Linked DNA regions of Gossypium hirsutum: region 2 is linked to region 1. A link is a contact called in public Hi-C data. All regions are on one chromosome and are shown on one strand. The core of a region is the stretch at or near the end of the contact, and the rest is flanking DNA. Distances in the headings are between cores, read along the strand shown. Region 1 has its middle 34 kb from the start of LOC107934268. Region 2 has its middle 4.1 kb from the start of LOC121211032.

What was found. A called contact is a pair of places that touch in the nucleus more often than the background predicts.
Region 2: a contact with region 1 is called in a Hi-C map of leaf, with 2.4 times the contacts expected there. The contact joins two enhancer-like sites. A contact is called at or near these places in 2 of 34 Hi-C or Micro-C datasets (both in leaf).

The regions. Positions count from the first base shown.
Region 1 is chrA12:97,945,587-97,950,582 of Gossypium_hirsutum_v2.1, reverse strand. No RefSeq gene overlaps it. Among protein-coding and RNA genes, the nearest start is that of LOC107934268, 34 kb to the left of the region's middle. Within about 2 kb of position 2,937, at least 6 of the 9 cell types and tissues checked have an H3K27ac peak or open chromatin away from gene starts, as enhancers often do. A contact at or near this core is called in leaf, where this site is marked.
Region 2 is chrA12:98,157,367-98,162,362 of Gossypium_hirsutum_v2.1, reverse strand. No RefSeq gene overlaps it. Among protein-coding and RNA genes, the nearest start is that of LOC121211032, 4.1 kb to the right of the region's middle. Within about 2 kb of position 2,657, at least 2 of the 9 cell types and tissues checked have an H3K27ac peak or open chromatin away from gene starts, as enhancers often do. A contact at or near this core is called in leaf, where this site is marked.

The DNA of each region.
Region 1 (4,996 bases), core at 1,688-4,187:
CCTATATATATATACATATTTTTATATATATGCATATTTTTCTTCTTTATATTTTAAAATATACTTTATATATATTGTAATTTATGAATACACACATATTTTATTTTTTGTCTATACATATATATATATCCCTTTACATTTTAATTGTATTCACTATTTATTTATTTCATTTTCATTATTATTTTGAACGAATGTTTAATTTATTTGTTTATATACATTGTTATTTTATATGATTGTAGGTTTGACTTTTATTTATTTTATATTGTTGCTATTGCTCGTATCATTTTTACACTTTTGTATTCATTATGATTTTGTCATGTATAACAATGTAATTTGCTTTCACATTTTTTACTACGACTTCATGTTTTTATTTCACTCGATAATAAAATTTGTTTAAAAAAAATGATATTTTGTGTTTAGATTCGAGAGGATCGTACCCTAACTTACTGGGTTTCGATTTCCATAATAAATCTAAATACACTAATCTTTTCAAACTCAAGTTTTGAAACGATCTCGGGAATTAAGAAAAGATCGTGTCCTAATTTACTGGGCATGATCCCTTTCCTAAACCCGAGATAATAAAATATCTTTTAAATAAGTAAAATTCTGGCATTCATTCACGTATTGGGAATTTGAGACATTGTATTCTAACTTACTGGATATGATTCTCTTTCTCGAATAATGTGAAATATGCCCTTTTTCCTAAAAATTTTCAACGTTTTAATACAAGGATCGTATTTTTTAAATTCTTCTAAGTTTTCAATTTTCGACATTAAGTAATCAACTAAGGTACCAATTTTGGGCGTATCGAGGGTGCTAATCCTTCCTCGTGCGTAACCGACTCCCGAACCCGTTTTCTGAATTTCGCGGACCAAACTTGTTGTTTTAATAAAATCAAACCGTTTATTAAAAACAACCACTTTTCGAGGTGATCCAATCACACCTCATAAAAAAGGATTGGTGGCGACTCCCGTTTCATTTTTCAAAACCCAAGTTGACCCCGTTTTTCAATCAAAAAAAAAAAAATGGCGTCAACATATATAACTCAATTCAACCAATTCAACCGTCAAGTCAATAAGTTTTTTTTCCTCCGATTCAATTAATTCATACCGATTTAGGAACTACCAATTACTTTGCTTGCTTCGAACTGATATACCAACTGATTTTCGATCTAATCAATGCAACAACCTTAGACATTGATGGAGTAGGAAAAGGTTTGGCCTCTACCAAAATGATATAATTTTATTTTAGTCTCTTATAATTGCACTTTGTCCCTTTCAAGATAATAAAATTTTAGTTTAATTCTTCTAAAAATTTCGAAATAATAAGTTAAATATAATAATAAAATTATACTTTAACTCTTTTAAAATGTATAATTCTAAAATAAATTTCCAACTTTGTCATTATATATTTTGCATATTTAGTCTTTAGTCTTAATATTATTTAAACTATACCATATAGAAGTATAAAACAATTTGTTTTATAATTGAAAAATAAGTTATAGTGAAGTTTTAAATGTTAAAATTAAATTAGATTATTTTTGAAAAGGTTTTTTTCTTATATAATTTCTCACAAATATGAATTAATAATATTCTACAATCGTAAAGAAATCACACTAAGGTAAAAATTTCATATAATAAAACTAAAATCTAAAAGGTGATTACAAAAAACAAAAAACCAAATAAATAAATAAGAAAAGGGCAAAAGGGTGGAGGTAGATGAAGGTTGCGCTTAATTAATAGATTTACTTCATTCACATGTAATATTTAGAGATTGAAAATACTTGTCTTTCTTTTTTAGAGCAAACCATGTTTTTTTTTTCAATTAAAATCCAATTTGATTTCATAAATATGGTTTCATTCATAACGGAACCCAACTTCCATTCATTCTTAATCTATAACATCTGATTTGACTTTAAAATGAATTTAGGTTTATTTTTAATTAATTGAATTAACATTTTAAACTTTTTCTAATACATTATTTTATTCGAGCAGAAGAAATATTTTATGTGAAAATATTTATTTAATAATTATTATAAGTAGAGTGATAAAAAAATTGCATATAAATATTATCAGCACATGATTGATATTTGGATATATAAATTTGTCGTTAATTCATTTAAAAATTATATAAATATATGAAAAGATAAAAAAAAATTATTATAATTTAAGTTATCATCTAAAAGGAAAAAAATAATTTTTTTTCAATTAGCATGTTGCAATAACTTAATTATGATTATATAATAAGTATATATAACACAGCTAAAATACTAAAACAAACTACTTGTACTCCATACACCAAAAATTGGAACTAAAACATAATAAAGCTAGCAAATGAGTGATGGCAATCTTGGAACTATGAGTCCTTAATGTCTTAAATTGTATTATATTCTGATTTTAATTCGATTAAGAAATCAATTTAGCTTAATCGAATTTTTCTTAAAATAAAAGATTAAGGTTGATTAAACAGCCTAAGCGATAAGTTCGACCCAAAGCTTATATGATTATAAATAAAAAAATCAAAGCCTTTCCTTTACTTTTTTGGGTTCCATGACTATGATTCAATTCTTTGTATATTATATTGACCCAAACTCTAAAATCAAATATAATAAAAATCCAAAAAAGAGAGAGGGAAAAGCAAGAATACACTAATTTCTAATGTATATGTAAAAGAAAGAAGAAGGAAAAAAAGTAGGTTTATAGTCATTTTCTTACGTGGCCTGCTGCTATTGGACATATTTATTTTTAAAACGCTCTGCAATCATTCCAGCTCAGCTTCACAAAATCTAAAAATTAAGCCTCGCTTAATTTAAAACGCGTCGTCTATCCACGTCAGCTCCAACAAAATTAAAAGTGGGTCCTCACCACCCTCTAAAAAGGGCCTTTCGTCTTGGACAAAGTTGAAAACAAGGCAATGGATTTTCGACACTTGTGAATCATTCAGGCGATAGACACGTTTTGGTTTTGGCCTTTCTGAGGGTGTGTACAGATCAAGACACGTGTCGAGTTGAGTGGAAGAATTCTTGCTTTATTTTATTATAAAAAGGGTACACGTATACAAGAGATAAAAAGGCAGTGTATGCAACTTTTGTATCTTTCGGTGCAAAAAGAGTCAACTGACAGTAGCAGTAGTATTAATTTAATGGGGATAATTGGGGGTTTTAAAAAAGCCCTTAAAAATATTAGATTAATTTTGGTCGGCCGCGTGGGCGGTTTAACAGTCTAACAAGCATGCTTTTTCTGTATATATTACTGTTTATTATTAAAATAAGCTAAGCCTTTTGATTTGGATATTTGTACCAAATAGTTGCCTTTTTGGCCGAGCTTTGGTGGTTAAAGCAACGTCGTATGATTATAATATTGAAGAAGAAAGCTATTGTTTGGTTTAGGATAAAAATAAGTTTTGTCTTTGTTACATTTCAAAACTTGCTTTACTCTTCAAAAAATCTTAATAATTTAAATTCGAGTAGAATTAAATTAAATTAAACTAATAATTCCTTTTCACTCAAAAAGAGTTAAAATAATGGATTCTTAATTAAGTATCAAGATTAAAATCCTATTATTTTAACAAAACAATTTATAACTTATCTTTATAAAGTATTACAAGATTCAAATTTTCATTTTAATCAAAACATCAATTAATTTTAAAATAAATTACTACTATTATGTATTATGATGAATTTCTAGAATGTTCGTAGCGTGTTTTGTTGATGAAGACGAAAAACACTTGAGCTTCCTAAGTCAGATCTCACCATTTTTTTCTCTTTGGGGGATTTCCACAAAAATGAAAAAGTTACGGACCCTTTTAAGTCAAGAGATATCAAAAAGTGATATGAAAGTAAGTTGTAAAATGTACCCAAACAACAACTTTCGAGGGAAAAGAAAAAGGTTAAAACAGTATTGGAATTGGAATTTAATAAAATGGTACAAGTTATAGAGATGGGAATTGATATCCAACCCATCTGGGGCTAAAATTTAAGTGGGCCTATTATGAAAAATATTTAAGTGCTCCTCAACTTGTGATGCATATATTTTGTTACCTCTTACAGCTTTGGGCCTTTCACCAAAGTATGTATACACAATTCCCACCTATTTTGGATTTGAACTATATGCTATACAAGTACAATGAATACATTTTCACTTAAACCTAAACTACATTTTCACTTTAACCTAAACTATACCTTCTTTTCTTTTCATCTTCTTGGTTTTTTTTTTACAAGTTCTACTTAAAATTTTTTTTAAGTTGATATCTCCGTTTATTAAATTGTTAGTTAAATTGTTGAGTCTATTTCAAAAAATCTTAACTTATAAATTAGTACCAAAATTAAATTTTTTCTCATTTTAATATCTAAACATTTTTTTTGATCACATTTGGTACTTAAACTATTATTTTATTACCAATTTTACACCAAAATATTATATATGTTTAAAAAAATTAAGTTAATAGACTTAAAAAATATTTTTAATTCTTTTATTTTCTTTTATATTATTTCTCTTTTTATTTTTTTATATTTTATTCTTTTTCCTTATAATTTCAAGTAATACCAATAATGCTCGAAATTCGCCCTCTCGAGGTCGAGATGCCGATGGTTAATTCTGTTTTAGAACTTTACCGCTTGCTTGCTCAACTTGACATGATTGAAAAAGTTATTTCATCTATCAAAACCATTGCTTTTAGAATTAGACTTAATCGACTGATCAAACTAGGAACCGATCAGGGTATAATGTCACAGGCTGCATATCAAAACCCATGGCCATTACGCACAAAACGTCCCATAAAGATCAACTTATTATGTAACACCCCTTACCCACATTCGATGCTGGAACAGGGTACGAGGCATTACCGGACTAAAATACAAGCATTCAACAAAACCAAAACAATAATTTCCATTCAAATTTAAAACTTTTCCAAAAACATATATTTTGTCTTATTATGATCCTTCGAGGCTCGAAACATGTATTGGAAATGGTTTAGGATTAAACCGAGAATTTTGAAA
Region 2 (4,996 bases), core at 1,408-3,907, 210 kb before region 1:
TCAAAGTATTCGGTAGTGAGGCCTATGTACATGTGCTGGATCAGCGAAGAACGAAGCTGGAAGACAAAAGCAAAAGATTTATTTTTATTGGGTATGATGTGAAAAAAATGGATACAAGCTACTCGACTCGATAAGCAAGAAGGTTGTGGTGAGTCGTGATGTACATGTTAATGAAGCAAGCAAGTGGGATTGGAATAACTCAACGGAGGTCATCATCAAATATGGAGAATCATCAACCACTACACCAACAATCATACCGACAAATCCTAAAACTATCGATGATGAAGATGAACCGCAACAACCCAAAATGCAAAGTTTGCAAGATTTGTATGATTCAACAAATTAAGTACACATTGTATGTCTTTTGGCAGATTCTGAGAATATAAGTTTTGAAGAGGCGGTGCGGTGCGAGACAATAAGTGGCAAACTGCCATGAACGAGAAGATTAAAGCAATTAACCGCAACAACACATGGGAGTTAATGGAGTTGCCGAAAAGAAGTCAGCCCATTGGTGTGAAATGGGTGTTCAAGAGAAAGATAAATGCTCAAGGCGAGATAGAACAGTACAAGGCGTGACTTGTTGCAAAGGGATACAAACAAAATGAGGGAATCGATTATGACGAGATGTTTGCTCCCGTTACAAGAATGGAGACAATCCGATTGCTCTTTTCACAAGTGGCTTAATTCAAATGACCGATATTTCAAATGGACGTCAACTCGGTATTCTTGAATGGTGTGCTCAAAAAAAAGTCTACATCAAACAACCATCCGGGTACATGAAAAGTGGAGAAGAGAAGAAGGTGCTGAAATTGAAGAAGACACTTTACGGGTTGAAGCAAGCACCAGGGGCATGGAATATGTATTGATACATACTTCAAAGAGAACGGGTTCAAACAATGTCCCTATGAATATGCCCTTTTCTTGAAGAGAAATGAAGGAATTCAAGATGACAGATTTTGGATTGATGAAGTTTTTCCTTGGTTTAGAGGTAAGACAAGAAGAGACAGGTATTTTTGTGTCATAGGAGACATATGCAAAGGAAATTTTGAAGAAATACAATATGGTATATTGCAAACCGGTATCAACATCAATGGAACCAGGTGTAAAACTCTCGAAATTCAATTGAGGAGAACGAGTTGACGCGATCAAATACTGAAGTTTGGTGGGAAGTCTTAGCTATCTCACTTGTACAAAGTCTGATCTTTCGCTAAGTGTTGGCATTGTAAGTCGGTTCATGAAGGAGCCGGTTTATTCACATTGGAAGGTGTTGAAGCGAATCCTATGTTACATCCAAGGAATAATGTCACTCGGGTTATTCTATTCAAATGTAAGAGATTACAATTTCATTGGGTACTTTGATAGTGATTGGTACGGAGACTTAGACGATTGAAAAAGTACATCGGGATATGTGTTCTTTATAGGTAACACGGTGTTTACTTGGCTTTCAAAGAAGTAACCAATTGTGACACTCTCGACATGTGAAGCTGAATATGTGGCAGCATCTTGGTGTGTGTGTCATGCTATATGGCTCAGAAATTTGTTAGACGAGTTGGAGCAACAACAACTCGGTGCGACTGAGATACCAGTTGAGAATAAATCAGTAATTGAGTTAGCAAAGAACCCAGTGAATCATGAGAGAAGCAAACATATTGACATTCGTTTTCACTTCATCCGATATCATGTAAAGGAAGGAAGTGTGAAATTAGTGCACGTGGTAAGCCAGGACCAAGTTGTAGATATCTTCACGAAACCGCTATTGATGGCACTACTTGACAACTGTAAGAAATTAATCAGCATGAAGGATGGGAGAAGCATTTAAGTTTACGGGGGAGTTTTATTGATTAAACGTTAAATATGATTTTAATGGGTTTAATTTAGAATTTTTTTTATTTGGAGAATGAAAGGTCCAGAGTCATTGGTTGGCTATTATTAGATTTTAATATTTTCAATTTTTTTAAGGATAATAGTCTATAAATAGTTTGTAAGTATTTGATATAACATAGAAAGAGAAAAAAGTAAAAAACTTAGAAGTTAAAAATAAAAGTTTTCTTGAGCAATTTTTCACCATTTGCCCTTTCTTGGTGACCTGTGTAGGGTGTTCTTCCATTCCATTAGTTAGAGGCTGAATAGATTTTGGATGAATATTTTGATGACATTGGTGTTGAAGCTTAAAGGTGGCTTAATAGTTAATTCCTTCAAATGAGCAACAAACTGGGCTGGTTTAATGGCGGTATTGTATATTTTGTTGATCAGCTGGCTTAAAGTGTGTTGCTATGCCCACTAAAGTAAACACCTTACACTTGCCACTTTTAATATCTGAGAATGTAGAGGAAAGGTGATGACTTTGGGCTTTGTGAAGCAGGCCGGTCTTTTTTCTTGGAAAATGAGATTGAAAACCACATGCAATTGATTTCGTAGGAGTAGGATTTGAATTGATATGGTCGGATTTTATTTACTTTGAAAATATAATTTTATAGAAAATATATTTTGAAAGTTTATCGAATAATATTTAAAAACCATAAAATAAAATTTATTTTGACTAGAAATTTAAAACTCAAGTTCAATATAACCAAATCTAAAAAGACTGGACCAAATGGAAGAGTGTGTGAAGAATGGTGCAGGATAGCAAAGCATGTGGTGTGAATGAGAAAAGAGGCCTAATTTGGGCTTATACACAACACATGTATTTTGAGCTAACTCTCATTTCGTTAGAATTAGAAACATTATTCATACATGATTTATTTAATTAACACATAAGAAAGTGAACATGAATATAATATAAATAAACTAAGTTGTCCGTTCAACTTTGTCCTTATTTTTACAAGTTTAAATACTCGTTAAATAATTTAAAATTTTAACTAAGCTTTATATTTATTTATTAGATATATATTGTAATTAGATTGATTGATTATGGTAGTTTATTTAAGAGTTGTATTTTCATTAGTAGTTTAAAAATTGAATTTTGCTTTAGCCTTTTTATTTTACTTAGAATTAGGTTAGCATTGTAAAGGATAGAGATTTGAGTTTAATATACTTTGGACGTGAGCTTTTCTTTCCAAAGTTGAATCATTCAACTTTTTTTTTATTTTATTTCTTTATTATTCGTATTACTAGGTACCACATATTTTCAAGTGTGATAGAAAATTGTTTAGTTGTTGCTAGTCATAAATTGATTAAATACGACCTAAAATAAATTATCTTTTTATCTTATACCAAAAATATATTCTGTGATCTTTAATTGGGCCACCAACTCATTAATGAAATTAAAGAAATATAACATAATTATCTATCTAGGTGTCACCTTTAATTTGGTCACCAACTCATTCATGAAATTAAAAAAACACCTATTCTTTTAAATTATAATTAATATTATTATGATGATACATTTGTCTTTTTCATACTTTTATATCATTTTTAAATAAAAGAATTACACATTACCAACTCAAGAATCGAACATGTGTTTAATAGTATTATAATAAAATTTTATTACGACTTCACATATATTCATTATTAAATAAATTTAAAAGAAATATTTTTTGTGTGGAAAACATACTAACTATATTAAGCTAACATGATCAAAAATTGACAATTCTATCAATTTCAAGAACAAGTGGTAGATCTTCAAGAATGTCTTCAAACACTTGCATATTTGTACTTATTGTCGTGGTCATTTTTGCAATACGATCTGCAACTTGGTTCCTCTCCCTTGGAATGTGCCTTATCCTCTAATGTTGTATATATTGTAATCTCATATGTATCCTTCGTAACTGTTGAGCGATACTCCTCCTTAATCGCTCCATATTTGTTAGAAAGTGTTGTTTGAAGACTAACAATAAAAATAGTTGAATACGTTGAGGTCCCAAAAACTTTCAAATAACCTTTTACCATCTATCTTTAGTATGCCAAGAACTCTCTCAAAGTGATCTATACACGCTTTTCACTATAAAAGCCCCAGTGGAAGTGCTAATCCAATTAATTCTATCTTCCCCTACAAAGAAATACGGAGGGGGAATACTAACAATTCTTTGAATAATATCCTTCGACAACCATACTCTAAACAAGTTCAGATTCCAGACCCCATCTCTAGTTACCATGTCATGCAACAAATTATTTGATATAAGGTTATTATGAGTAGGTACATAGTTTATCAAAAGACCTAAATTAGGTATCCAAGGGTCCTTCCAACAACGTATAGAGTTCCCAGTTCCTGCAGACCAAACTAAGTTTTCACGCAATAAAGGCCATACCTTAACAATGACTCTCCAGATAGCTAAACAGTTTCCTTGCGCTATATTTTTGGATGCCTTTTTCATTATCCAGTATTTTTCTTGGAGAACCTGAACCCATAGTTTATCATATTTGGATACAAGATTAAATTCCAACTTTAATAAAAAAGAGGAATTATGATCCTCTAGATACCGAAACTCGAGGCTACCACAAGAACATGGTTGGCAAATAGAATCCCACTCAACCAGTGACATCTTCCTTACACCATTAGAAGAACCCTATACAAACTGTCTTACCAAGTGTTCAATTTCATCATATATATACCTTTAGGAGTCCGCATAGACTGCGTAAAATAGTTAGGGATAAAAAGAAAAATAGTTTAAGCAAGAGTAATTCTACCTGCTAGTGACACCTACTTAGCGTCCCATTGATTTAGTTTACTTCGTACCTTCTCTACCACAAACCTCAAACTAGAGCAAGTAACTCTATCATGGAATAACGACACCTCCAAATAGGTACCAAGGTTATGTACCTTTTGAAACCCAAACAGGTTGCTCAATCTATCACCAAGATCAATGTCCACTCTTTTAGAAAAAAAAAAGATAATAGTTTTCCGAGCATTAACCCGATGATCAAAGATACACAAAAATTTTCAAGGATATCCCTAAGGGCCAAAGCATGCTTCAAATCCATCTTAGAAATAATAACCAAGTCGTCTACAAAGAACAAGTGGGATAAATTAAGTCCTGAACAAAATAATCTGATATGA